Regions from separate parts of the Zea mays genome. Here region 2 is linked to region 1. A link is a contact called in public Hi-C data. All regions are on one chromosome and are shown on one strand. Each heading gives the region's core, a stretch centred on a gene start, on an enhancer-like site or on the middle of the called end of the contact. The rest is flanking DNA. Distances are from core to core; before and after follow the strand shown.

What was found. Hi-C and Micro-C count contacts between places; a contact is called where the count stands out from the background.
Region 2: a contact with region 1 is called in a Hi-C map of bundle sheath, with 2.9 times the contacts expected there. The contact joins the promoter of LOC100216670 here to the promoter of LOC100217134 in region 1. A contact is called at or near these places in 3 of 25 Hi-C or Micro-C datasets (bundle sheath, ear and tassel).

Annotation. Positions count from the first base shown.
Region 1 is chr1:300,810,337-300,817,680 of Zm-B73-REFERENCE-NAM-5.0, forward strand. It overlaps LOC100217134, which reads right to left and starts at 3,287. Exons shown (of 1, transcript NM_001143502.3): 1 at 1,807-3,287. The coding sequence starts at 3,187. The coding sequence ends at 1,985. LOC103645715 reads right to left here and starts at 5,949. Exons shown (of 2, transcript XM_008668727.4): 1 at 5,067-5,949; 2 at 4,411-4,987. The coding sequence starts at 5,558. The coding sequence ends at 4,445.
Region 2 is chr1:301,093,457-301,100,428 of Zm-B73-REFERENCE-NAM-5.0, forward strand. It overlaps LOC100216670 (Ras-related protein RABA2c), which reads right to left and starts at 4,389. Exons shown (of 3, transcript NM_001143079.1): 1 at 4,243-4,389; 2 at 3,917-4,119; 3 at 1-674. The coding sequence starts at 4,081. The coding sequence ends at 192. It overlaps LOC100280558, which reads right to left. Exons shown (of 2, transcript NM_001153477.1): 2 at 5,423-5,659.

The DNA of each region.
Region 1 (7,344 bases), core at 2,037-4,536:
TTAACTCATAGCATTTGAGAACAAGCCCCCAACAAGCACAATCTCTGGTTCTTCTCTTTTCTGTCGAGTACAATTTTGGAAATGGCATGAAATGTGATAGTACTTTTTCGAGGCTGACCTCATGTAATGCTTATCGTTCTCCCTCCTGCATCTGCGCGATAATATGAAATCAAAATATGCAGTGTATCTGAGTTTTTTTCCTAATAAAAATCAACACTCAACAGATGGATCACTGTGATCTACTGTAAGCCTTTTTTTAAAGTAAATGAAAACAATTTGAACCCAAAGACAAATTTAACTCACTAATGGAGTTTAAGGAATGAGGATGCAAGTAGCCAAACCCTTTAGGGCTGATTTGGTGAGCAGGGATCACAGGTGGATTGAAGGGGATTGATAGGGAAATTAGTTCATTTCTTCTCAATCCTCTCCGATCCTCCCGTGATCCCCTTGTCACCAAATCAGTCCTTAAGGTCCTTACATTATTACATCAAGTTTGGAGAATTGAAGTGGCAGGGACGAATCCCGTACCCATTGCATAACATCATGACAAAATTACGACTTATATCCTCCAGTTACATCAGTTCAACAGCAAGCAACTCCCACTCACTACCACCCACAACTTACTGCATCGCAGAACAATACCCAGCTTACTGCATCGCATAACTACTAGCCAGCTTATATTACATGACAGAGGGATATGCAGCACCTGTAGTCCATGAGGTTTCTATTACCAGTTATGTTTCTTTCTAATTCATTTCCATAGTTCTTAAATTATGTTCTAACACAATACAGCTACACTTTAACCAGTATTATACTCTTATGTAAACATTTTAGATCGTACCAACGATGCTGGAACCATACACGGTTTCTGCAAAACCATTGTTGACGCACAGAAAAAATCAGAGATCATCATGAAGATTGTGTGTTACATCTATTCTTTTATGAGGATGATCTTCAGGGAGAACACCTTAGGTTCTTGGTTTACCATTGAAGACTGAGTTGACCGCATACAGTTTCACATATAAAGATCAATATTTTCGCCAGTTTCCGTATGAGCAGTCTTCTACTGTTGGTAATGATACATTGTTGATAGACAGCTATTGTTCATGTCTTGTATATTAGCCCCTTGTTTATGCCGTACATATTCAGATATTATGGTGCAAGTGGAAAGATTCATATCAGTATTTGCCATGGCATATATATATAGCTACAAACTGTTCTCAGATTGCGGCTGTAACTCGTGCAGCTTTTAGAGTCAACATAACAATGAAGTTTAGGACCAGCATACATACGCGGAGGCAACTAATTAGCAGTAGAAATGACGTGGTTCAGATGGGCAACACTTCCAAATCAACTAATTTGGCAATCGATCACACAAGTTTAGAGATCTAGAATTTCAGCGGCAGCTCGGAACAGAGGGCATCGGTGGTTACATCATTCCAGCGACAGCTCAGAACAGAGGGCATCAGTGGTTACATCAGCTCATGATCCGTAACCCTGCCATATCAGTTGCTAAACTTTATAAATAGCACTATGCCTGCTACTATCATGCAAAGGCACAAAAGTAGAAATAGTTCCAAGATAATTCCTACTTAAAACAAAAAAAAAGTAAACAAAATGGTAGTAATAAAAAGTTTTAAGACTTAGATTCTGTCAGCATCTCATTCCCTTACAGATACTGCTCTACATCAAAGACTGATCCACGGAAGACAACGAAGTTAAGGATAATCTTAGGCCATGTGCTAGGCAGAAGATGAAACCAACAAAACGTGCATTAAGCATCCAGAACAAGCCAAACACAGCTCCTTTCATCAATAACCACAAGTCCATAACTTAAACCTTGGATATGACCAATCAGTGATCATGAGTGGTTATATACTTCAGAAATCAAAATTGCAGAGTGGACAGCAGCCAATGAGCATCCACCTAAAACACAAAATGAGAAGCTTAACTTACACTGTTTTTGTTTTTGAAACGGCTTAACTTACACTGTCGAGGGCACAATACTAGCACAAGCTGCAGCATAAGCATCTGCAAGGCCAGGAACACAGTCCTTGTGGCAGTCGACGAACTTGGACTTGAAGGTTTCTTCTGCAAGAGAAGCTAATGAGGAAAGGCTCATGTTGCTATTCAGCAATCCCTTTCCCTGCAGCACTTTGATGACACGATACCGGGGCACTAGCCGCTTCTCCAAGCTGAATGCGAGCAGGATAGGCCTTTGCATAATATACTGTGGCTCTATCGCCCCCTCATTGACCAGGAACTCGATCTTGCGAAGAAGAGTCGCCTCAGACAATGCTAGTATTTGTGGCATCTTGGACACTGCATTCGAAACCTCAGACTCAGAACAACCAAGAGTCCTCTTAAAGAAGTCAAGTTTGGCAGCAACCTTCTCAGGGGGAAAACTGGTGACGACTCCCACTGCTTGCATGAACAAGGGCGACGCGGCAGGCACCCCAAGTTCTTCTGCCCGCAGCAAAAATTCCTTCACGCGTTCGAGGTTAAAGGAAAGCGTCCGTGGGCGGTGGAGACAGATCTTAGGGACGTTTCGAACGCCGCGTTGACGAAACAAGTCTATGTTGGGCTTTATTACCTTCTCAAGGTTCGCGTTGAAGATGCCCAAGTTTGCCTTTGCGACCGCCAGTACCCGATCAAAGGAGCCCAAGAAGGACAAGAAGAACTCAACCTTGGGAACGACGTCGCACCGGCGGAGAGCGCGTGAGCCGACCAGGAGGAAGCGAGCGATCTGGGGAGTAGACAGGCCGACGCGGTCGCGGAGAGCGACAAGGCGGGGTGCGATTTTACTCACGGAAGCGCGGAGGATCAGCGGGTCCGCAAAGACGACGGCGGCGATGTCGGCGCGGGAGAGGCCGGCGCCGGAGAGCAGCGCGAGGATGGCATCTGGGTTGGAGGCGGAGATGAGGCGTCTGCAGGAGTGCTCCTCCGATGATCTCTTGGATTCCCTGGACAACTCGTTGAACGCCTTCTTGGACACCAAGCGAGCTTGGGCGGGTGCGAAGCCGCAGGCGGCGACGAGGTAGTTCTCAAGGGAGAAGGGTGCGGGGACGGTGGCCGTAGAGGTGGAGGTGGAGAGGAGGCGGCACACGCGGAGGTGGATGTGGATGGGGGAGGGAAGCGGGGAGGCGGCGCCGAGCAGAGGGAGGAGCCGATTTCGGACGCGCAGCATGGCGACGGCTGCCAATGGGAGGGAAGGGGATTAGGTCGTCGGCCGTGAAAGCAAGCGGTGTCCTCGCCGCGGCAGGGGAAGGTCTCCAAGGGCGTGTTTGCGACCCTGCACCATGCGGCTCGGCCTGCTCTAGCCCAGCCCAAGTTGGCTTGGCCCAGTTGGTGCAAGTGACCTTGTTCGTGTTCCTGTACAAGATGAGCTCGACCCAGGCTAGATCGTGTTTGTGACTCTTTTTGATAGCTGGGCTAAGGATCCAACCGCCCTACTGCCAAACTGAGAATATGTTTGGCAGCTGGCTGTGGTCGGCCTGGCCCATAGATAGAAAATAGAGACAATTGTCATTATTGTCATTGTTATTTACAACAATACAGGCATTACAACTGAGTTAGCCTCAGACAATTTTAACTTAACTGGATCAATTATTGTCATTGCTATTTACATGTTACAATCAAAGAAGCCATGATCAGGTAGTTGGGCATCCATCTGCAACATAGTCAGGTAGTTGGGCATCCATCTGCAACATATCCATCAAAGAAGCCATGCAAGATTGACAATAGCAATAATTTTCCTCAGATATTAATTGTCATTTTCATGTGATCTTTTAACTTGGAGCATAAGGAACATAGCTGGGCAGCCATGAAACCATGATATTCATCCAACCCAACCATCAGTCATCTTTTGTGGATAACAGTTGCATTGGGCATGGATGTGCCCCATGGTTCCAAGGCAATAATCACAACATGGTGGAAACAACATAATTTTCAGCATATGCCCAGTACCTCACAATTTAAAGATCATCCACATTAACACGGGCAATAATGACAACATGGTTCAATGGCAATTATGTCATCATAGGAATAAAGGAAAGCACAAGTAAACATGGGCCTCAGCTGCAGTACAACACATCAAATGCAAATGCACCTCAGATTGGTGTATATAGCATCATTGGCCAAGTAAAAACTTCAATCATAGTATGAAATGGATGAAATAATATAAACTTACCACAACAGCCAACAGAGGCTACACAAATAGTGCCTTACAATAAGTTTGAGCCCAATAGCTTAGGGTTCAAATGGTGTCCACCCAAATGTTACCTATTGTTAGCCACCCTCCTAGGTAAATTAGACAAAAGGACTGGTGGGAGTAAACCAGACTGCACACCAAAATGTCTACAACAAACTATTCCCAGTTGTAGTCAAAAGAGAGAGTGGGTAGGAAGAGAGAGTGGGTGGTGGCGCACACCAACATGTAATTCACCTACATGTAGTAGTTCTTGGCTAGGAAGGTCCTAAGCCAAATGTTTCTATGTGCCTCAGTCATGTGAACAAAGCCCCTGCCTTGAGCCTTGTTGTCCAGGAGGAAGGTGTAGGCAACAATCAGTGCCTCCTCAGAATAGCCAGGCATCTCCATCACAGCTAGGTAGAGGTTAGCATCCACATGGGCAGGTCCAGTCTCTCTAAGGGCATTAGCCACATTGTTCACTGCATCAGACATATTGGTCAACATAAGCATCTCATCCTCACTGAAGTTCCCTCTCTTCCTCTTCCTACCCACAGCTATGGAGGGGTTCTCGGTGGCCTTGCTACCCTCTCCAACATCAGTTTGTGCTCTCTCTTCAGAGATATAGGTGAAGGCAGGTCCCTCAACCTTGGCAGCAACACTATCAACCTGGTTCTGTCCTAAGGCTTCACCAGAACCAAGTGCAAATTTGCTAGTGGCCATAGCATGGCCAAAAATGGCCTCCATCTCAGTGTAGAACCTAATAGGGCAGTTTAGGAACTCTGCATCTTTTGGATGGTCCTGATCAAGTAATTGAAAAGATAGTGTTTTAGACAAGTAAAAAAAGCAAGGAGTCATAGGAAACAAATCATAGTGCTACCTTGCAGTGGCCAAGGTAGTGCTCCTGATCAAGCAAGATAGCATTGGAGTCACTATCCCATAAAGCCCCACTAAGGTCTTTGAGCTTAGACACCCTAGACCATTTCTGCCTCCATTTCCTCAAGTGGTTATACACCTGAGTTGGGCTCACTGCCTCCCCACTGTACTCCTTAAGGGCTTTGGCAACAGAGTTGACATCCTTGTCCTTGAAGACCTTGTCAGGCCTGCTACCATCACTAAGAAGTTGAGCCATCCTCCTAAGAATAAATCCAGAGGTGTTGTTGTTCCACCTCATTGCCCTAGGACCCCCGGGAACAGCAGCAACAAGACCAGCTGCTGCTGGAGCAGCACCGACACTAGATGCAGTAGCATCATCAGCGTTAGCTGGTGCACTAGCACCAATCCTTATCATCTCAGTCATCACATCAGTAGCTGGGACAAACCCACCCTGATCACCAGCTGGGACTGAAGGCATCTTACCACTGGTTTGCATGTACAAATTAGGATAATAATATCAGCACAACAAGAAGAGACAAATGGGAATGAAAAAAATTGGTCTCAGCCATGTCCATCATATTATTACATTATCATCAAACAAACATGAGTTCCATAGCAGGGTAAACAAACCATCATATCCTAGAGCTTCCCCTCCCTTCCCACATAACATTGCAAATGGCATCCCTCTTTGCAGCCATGGCACTGGAATCTTGGCTCTGGCTACCATTGTCATCTAGTGGATCTACCATTGTGCCAGTGAAACCCTCCTCATTAGGCACTACTTCGTCAATGCCAAAGCCTAAAATCCAGTTATGCAGGATCGAGCATGCCAACACAAGCTTGACTTGTGTCTTATACTTGTGAAAGGGCTTGTTGTCCAAGATACGAAACCTCTTCTTCAATGCACCTATAGCCCTCTCCACAGTAACTCTAAGTGATGAGTGTCTCAGGTTGAACAGTTCTCTTGCATTGGTAGGTCGATTTCTGCTCCCAAACTCACTCAAATGGTACCTAACCCCCCTGAAGGGGGGTAGAAAGCCAGTGCGGCATGCATACCCCGCATCTACCAAGTAGAATTTACCTACAATGTGAAATCTACTGTGAGCTTGTGTGACATTGTAGAATTTACCTACAATGTGAACTTGGTAGTGCAATTACCTTGTGGGACAGTGAACCCATCATCCCTCTCAATGGCATCAGCCAGGATAAGTGCATCATGGGCAGACCCCTCCTAGCCAGCTAGAACATATGTGAACTTGAGGTGCTTTGAGCTAGGCCGCGAAACGGGCCAAGATGGCAAACAACGCTACTTGCAGCCCACGAGCGCAACCGGGCTACAGGGCCACCCTCACAAACACGCCCCAAACTATATGCAAAAATGGGACTTCGGTCTTATTTGAAAGCATTTTTTTTAAGAAATCAGTTTTTTATTTTTTAGCGAGGAGAGCCTAGCTTCTTGGTTCACCATCTCTTAGTTCATCACACATGAGTTAATCTATGCATTTGTAAATCTATGCACACCATTACCATAATGATTGTTTTAAACTTTTGTTCATATTCCGTGGTTGTTACATACAAAAGCCTCGTTTTGACAAGGCCAATTGGAATGAAGAGAACACACAAATATTATGTGATTTATGTGTTGACCAAATTAGAGCTGGGAACTGTCTAAATGGTACAATGACAACCAGAGGATACAACCTGATAAAGGAGGAATTCTTTTCTAAGACATGACTTAGACATGACACCAAACAATTTAAGAATATATGGACTCAGTGCAAGGCCTTGTACTCTTTTTGGTTGTTTCTTAACAATCAAAGTGGGTTAGGAAGAATGGCTGATGGTGTAGTTATAGCTTCAGATTCATTCTGGAAGACTCACACGGAGGTTAGTGCACTTGTGTCATATATCTCTGTACATGAAGCCCTTAGAACTGATAGCTAAAATGTGTGTTACCTTTTATTGCAGAAAAGAAAAGAGTGCAGGAAGTTTCAACATGTGATTCCTACGTACATGGAACAATTAGCAGAAATGTTCCATGGAATTGTTGTTGATGGGTCTAGTTCTTGTATCCCTGGTGATGTACACAGACCATCACAAGAAGTGTATGAAGAACAAGCAGAAGATGGAGATGGGGAAGACCTTTTGAATTCTAGTACCCCTAGTAGCAGAGGAAAGAGGAGCTTTACCAGCATAGCACATAGTCCACCTAAAAAAGCAAAAGTCCTATGGTAAAGATGTTTAAAGGACTAATCAGTGAAATACAACTATCAAGGAATGCA
Region 2 (6,972 bases), core at 3,139-5,638, 280 kb after region 1:
CTCTACCAAAATCTCGAAACTACACATCGTATCTACCCGAGAGGAGAATTTCTTTGCAGGAGTATGAATTGTGATTACAACCCACCAGAGTTACAGGCCAAAAGGGGTCAACTACATAACAAAAGTGTTGTATGATCCACCGGGGGGTTTTCTTTTCGCAGAAGCAGCAGCATGTCTTTGTTTGCACCTACTTATGAAGAGCAGCACCCTCTCTTCGTGTTGGCAGATGGGTCTGCGATGTTGATGGTGGTTCCTTGACCTGGAGGCCCACTGCCTGCTGCCTCTTGGGCTGCAAGTGCCTTCTTGCTTATGATTTGGTGAATATCAGAGAGGACGGTCTGGAACGCCTTCTCGACATTGAGCGCTTCGAGGGCGGATGTCTCGAGGAAGGATAGGCCTTCCTTCTCTGCCAATGCCTGCCCGTCTTCCTCTGCAACCGACCTCAGGTGGTTCAGGTCGGACTTGTTACCAACCATCATGATCACAATGTTGGAGTCGGCGTGGTCGCGGAGCTCACGAAGCCACCTCTGTATGTTTTCGAATGTCTGCTTCTTCGTGATGTCGTAGACTAGAAGTGCACCCACAGCTCCTCTGTAGTACGCACTTGTGATTGCACGGTACCTCTCTTGCCCAGCAGTATCCCATATTTGGGCTTTGATGGTTTTCCCTTCAACCTGTGTAATTCAGTTCCAAACTTATACATCAAAACATTAAAAATAAATTAAAATAACAGTAAATCAGTACAGAAGGGGAAAAGAATAATATAACAATACAACCAAACAATACTCAAACTTTATTGTATATGTATTTAATTAATCAAAGGACAAGTCTTCAGAAAACATACCATGTTATACATGGGTATGGCCTGTTTTTTTAAGTAACATGATAAATCTACTAAAAGGTAAACAACACAATCATGAACTCAGGATATCCATACGACACACAATTCCTTGTTCTGAAAATTGAAATATTCCTGACATAAATCCATACACTTACACACTCTCAGCAAGTTGCTCGTTCTCACACCAGGTTGAACAAACCATTTGTAACCCATGGACCATGGTAAAGGTGATAGTTTCATCTTGCATGTATGATTTGCAATCACAGATGACAAACACAATGCTTGTGTATGCCCATCACAATATACCAGACAAATATCAGTGAAATCAAACACAGTATATAGCAGAACTACAACTAAAACAGCAGTATACAAACATTTTTCCAATTAGGGTTAAACCATGCTGGTAAAGTTGAATACAGAGTTTAAACCAAATTTGTAGAGTTATTAAAGCTTAAAACAGTAGTAGACAATCGGCACTAGTGTATGCCGAACTTGTTTTATAATGAGACAAAACAACCAAATAAAAAGTGACACACAAAACAGACATACCAAGCAGCAAAATATGCGCCATTAGATGGAATTAAACTGGCAAGCTGAGAAACCTCCAAACTGAAGGGCACATATCAGCAACATGCATGAACTCAATACAACCATCTGCCTTTTTTTTCCTTTTCGGTATTTGTTAGTGGTACTATTGTACTGTTAACTTTTCGGTATTTGTTAGTGGTACTATTGTACTGTTAACTCACAACCATTGATTGACACTATATTAACTGAAGTGTTGTTGTACTAGTTTCCTAGCCGAGAACGTAAAAATCTGTTCCACCAACAATAATTCGTTGTTTTCTTCTCTGTGTGTTATCTAATATTAAAGACCCAAAATTTCTCCCCACTTTTTCTTGGTATGGCCTCTCCTAACTAACTTTGTGAATGTGGAAACGTTCTCTGTTTGTTTGGCTGCAACCCTCTCGTTTAATATATCCAGATGCAGAGCTTCTTGAGGTAACCTGGATAGATAGGAATTCGGATCCAAATAAATCCCTTCAATCATGAACCTTAATAGAAATCCTAAACTAAATAGAAAAGGATGTATCTGTATCTTTCTTATACCTATTTTACCTACGCTTTTTTCGTTTATGTGTACTCATTGATCTGGATCTTTTTTTCCTGTTTCATTGTTCGTTCCACGTACGTTTTTGCCTATTTTTTACGTCTTTTTTCGTTGTTCCAATCTTTAGCATCCGTTTTGATTCGTGTTGTTCAACCGTGGATCTTTTTGGGGGTTTTTTGTCGAACACGCAGGAGAGCTGTGTATCATTGTATTAAGAAATGGGGGAAAGACCCCGGAACAAACATTACATAGAGAAAACACCAACACAGAACACACAAACACGCACACAAGAAAACCCCACCCAGCCAGAGCAGGGGCAGAGCGCCTGTCAGGTGGCAGACACCCCAACACTAACGACAAAGAAACTATCCCACACGGCTTTGAGCTTGGAGGAAGGAAACCCCCTTAGCTCCAGCCAAGAACCACAGAAGAGCTTCCTCCCTGGCCAACCGAACGGCTTCTGGGCTTTTTTGTTTTTATTTTTCTGATTTTTGTTTCACTGGTTCTTTTCCGTTTTAGGCATAATAACCAATTACATGCTCTGATGGAATTCTTTGACCAGAGCCAAAAATTTTCTTTAGTCACCACAAGTCCAAATCTGAGTCAGACGGCTGCACCCCACGCCGCATGTATATGGCATATAAGTACCTCTGTTGGAGCAATACACCCAAAACTTAGCTCACCTAGATGTAGCAGCAGGGTTCCTTCATCTTCATGCTCGCGTGCACATGTATCATACGAGGTGCTCCGTGCTCGCACATCCTGCAGGCGAAGTTGTTGTGCTGCTTGGTGATGCTGCCGACGAGCGGCGCGAGCAGCCAAGCACCCTCCCTCATGACAATGAACGATGCAATAAGGTTGCACTTCACCAGCTGACCGGCGAACATCAGTTTGTCGTACCCATAAGTCTGCATCTGTGAAACCCCGAGCTTGCTCCAGTTCAAGACATGCACAGATAGTTGAAGATCATCAAGAACGGGTTGTGGCCTCCGGTACAGCCTTCAGCTCGACTTAGGCACTCCTCGGCCATCCGATGCTTGGCCTCCGGACCATGCAGATGAGCCGGCCACCTTCTCCGCTGACGCCCGCACCTTCACGGGAAAGATGGCTTTGCCATAGTAGCCCGGCTCCAGCTTTAGCGTGTGGGATAAGCTGGCGAAGGAGCAGATCCTAGTGTCGGCATCGACGGGGCATGGATAAATTTTAAATAGATAGGACATGACCTCATGGGCACGCCAGCTGAGAGCAGCACGCTGATCACTCGATCGGCATCACATAAGGCCCAGTTTACACTGCACAGCAGTAGACTTCTCTTTTTAAAAGTTGTTTATCTAATTTGTTGGTTAATTATCAATATGATGAATCGATTTACGAATGACAGTAAAGGTAAATTAAGTAAAGATAAGCATAGCTGCTCCTACTTGGGTACTTCACCCCACCTTAGTTAATGTAGCACTGCCCATTGTTGGCCAGCGCGGTGTCGTCGCAACCTGCAGGTGCTCTTGAGCTGTTGGACTTGTCATGCCCTCGAGATCCCCCAGGATGGCATCCCGGTTCCAGAATTTGACGTCATTACTGCTGCTAGTGCTACCCTTGCCTTAACCACTATGGTGTCGTGAGACGAGCCCATAAAGTTGTCATGTTTTATATTACATTCTATACAACGACATACATCGTATGTCCCAAACTATAGGTTGTTTTGGCTTTTCTAGATACATCAAGCATCTAGCCACATAATATGCCGTGTTCATTCCAGCTAAGCAGGTTTTTTTGGTGATACTAGTGGAAAATGTGTGGTTAAAACTTTTGTAATTTTAGTTGATTCCAAACAATGAAATTCGGATTCGTCCGTTGTGGAAAAGGATACACTATTTGTCTAGTTACATAACAGAAGTTGTGTATTTACAAATGTCAAAACGACTTATAAACTAGAACGTTCTTCAAATCATTGCGGGTGGGTTTACCTGCAGGGTGCGGGTGGCGAACTCGACGCCGATGGTGGACTTGGACTCGAGGCAGAACTCGTTGCGGGTGAATCGGGAGAGGATGTTGGACTTGCCGACGCCGGAGTCGCCGATGAGCACGATCTTGAAGAGGTAGTCGTACTCGTTGTCCATACGGTGCGCCATCGCCGGGCGACCGCCGCCCGCCGCCGCGGATCCTGCTCCTGCAGCAGTCACACGCCACCGAGATCCACACAGTAAGAAGCCGTGGCGATGACGCGCCGCAGCGCGGATCGGTCGGGTCGCGGAATGGGGGGAGGGGCTGCGGCGATTCGCGCGTTGCGTACCTCGGATTCGACCGGAGGCTCGTGGAGGGATCGGAGGCCGATGGAGGTGGCTGCGACGGGCCGACGATGACGAGAGACGGAGAGGGGGTACGATAGGCGAATGGAACGGAAACGGAAGGGGACGCGGGCGTAAACAGCGCAGCACGGTGAGGGGAAGGGGAAGCGGAAGGTTCGTGACTTGGTGTTCGCTCGTTTATACTGTGCGCTCCCAACGGCCGATTCGAACACCTCCGTTGTCGTCAGACAAAATAAAGTTCAAATAAAACTACGAGCCCTTGTGTCATAATTTTGGAGCTTTGGTGTTTTTTGACGCGTAAAAGCATCACCACGTTCTCTGTCGGGTGAGGATGATTCCACAGTCTGAGAATAGAAAATGGTAGACAAATAAATAAAAGAATTCTCACATGTTTGCATGTTACTAGCGGTTTGAACCACCGTACCTGTACTTAAAATTTTTGTTGTTGTTGTTGTAAAAGACAAGATCTGCATGCTAGTGGTTGGTACAATGGTGGTTGACGAGGTCGTGCATGCGACCCAAAACCATGTGCCACTCGCAATTTTTTTAGAACAGTATTACTTTCAACTCTGAAATGGTCCAGCTTTCTAGTTGAACTGCAACTTCAACAGTTTGGGCAGATTTGAGCCGTCCGTTTGACCATGGCCGTGGATGGGGATGTTATGTTACCCTTGCTTTGCCTCTTCTAGACGCACGTACAATCTGTGGCCCAGAAGTATGTACTTGCCCTGAAAAGCCCGACATGAATAACCTGCAGAAAGTTGATTGTGATTTGCCCTGAGGGCCGACGAGAATTACCTGCAAAAAAAACATCTGAAAATCTGCAAGCAAACTGCATCACTTTATTTGCTCCAGCATCGCCCCAATAGCTTGCAACCGTACGCATCCCGCATCCCTGCTTAAAGAGTCCATAACATCCTCGTACCTTTCAGACACTACTCCGAACAACGAAAAATTCAGACGCTAGCAATCCTCTGGTTCAGTAACACAAGCCACAGCCTACACATCTTAAGGCTTACTCGGTTACGTCTCGATCGAAGGGGATTAGAGGGAATTAAATCCTTCGCTAGTCAAAATTAAATAGAACGTAACCTTCCTCAATCCCCTTCGATCTAGACACAACCGAACAAGCCCTTAAAAAGCATTTTCAAGGAATTTGGTAACTGAAACCAAACAGCGGAACTTGATTCTAGATAAAAGCATTGGGAAACTATGCCCTCAGTCGTTGTGTAGGGCCAATGCAAGTCGCACCATACAACGATCTAGAGACATATCGGTTGTCAGATCTTGTTGAGCAAGAGGATCCAATGCTATCGTCTGGGGAGTGGAGACCAGCAGACCCAAAACACAGGGCAGTTTAATTATTAACCTGCTGAACTGTAATGAAAGTCTTCTGATGCCCTACAAGATAAGCACAGGTAAAATAACTTAGGGCTCACATTATACCATCAGCTAGACTGAGCCCTTCAAATATTAGGGGCCGAACAACAAAACCAGATCACAAAAACAACTCATGCTACCCTATACATAATTTTTTTTTTCGTGAACGCGCAGGAGAGCTGCGCATCATTAAATTAAGAGAAGAAACAGTCCAAAATGGACCAAAGTACAATGGCACAAAAGGCCAAACACAAGACCACCAAAACCTGACCAAACACAAGACCACTAATACATGCTACGCACAGGAATGCAGCTGCCCTCTGCACAGGACAGCAGCACAAGTGTCAGCAGGCCGCACACCCACACAACTTCTCTTCACTAAGCCCCCAATAGAACCCTTGATCTGAAAATTGCAGCACCAGGACCCAAAGCCTCAAGATGTCTAGCACCGGCAAGCCTCCAACACTCAAACTCATCCAGAAAAACTGATTTTATTCCCTGAAAAGAAGGCCTGACGTCATCAAAAACCGCCTTATTACGATGCAGCCATAAACACCAAGCCCCCAAGATGATGATACTGTTAAAGCCTCTTCTTTTGGATTTGTGCACTTGCTTACACACCTTCTCCCACCAGTCAGCAAAATTGGACTCATTAGAGGCAGGAGAAAGATTAGCCAGCCCCAAGGAAGAGAGAATGTAGAACCAAAATTGCCGCGCAAAAATGCAAGTGCAAAGGAGGTGTTGGATATTCTCCGAATCTTGATCACATAAAGGACAAACCTCAGGATAAGCCAACCCTCTTTTCTGCAGTCTATCAGCTGTCCAACATTTATTTCTTATTGCCAACCAAAGAAAAAATTTGCATTTGGGTGGAGCCCAAGTCTTCCATAACCTCTTCCATGGTTCGAAGGTAATCGAACCCATGAAAAATGCCCTATAACACGACTTCGAAGAGAACTGACCAGAGGAAGAATGAATCCACACATGTCGATCCGCCTCCTGAGTGAGCACCACTCCCCTTAAAGCATCCCAAAGGCTAAGATATTGCTGCAGCCCAAGCAAACTAAGAGGGGTCTCAATGTCACTGATCCACTGCCAATTCTGAAGAGCATGGGCCACCGATCTAGAAGAAATAGCTCGTTTCCCAACATTAGCCACAACAGCAGGGGCAAAATCTTGGATACAAGACCCATCCAACCACCGATCTGTCCAAAATAAAGTATTATGCCCATTACCAACCAGAGAAACAATAGAAGCAGTAAAGAATCTCTTGACAATTTGTTGAATAGGCAAGTCCAAACCAGACCACGGCTTGGTAGGATCAGTTTTTTCTA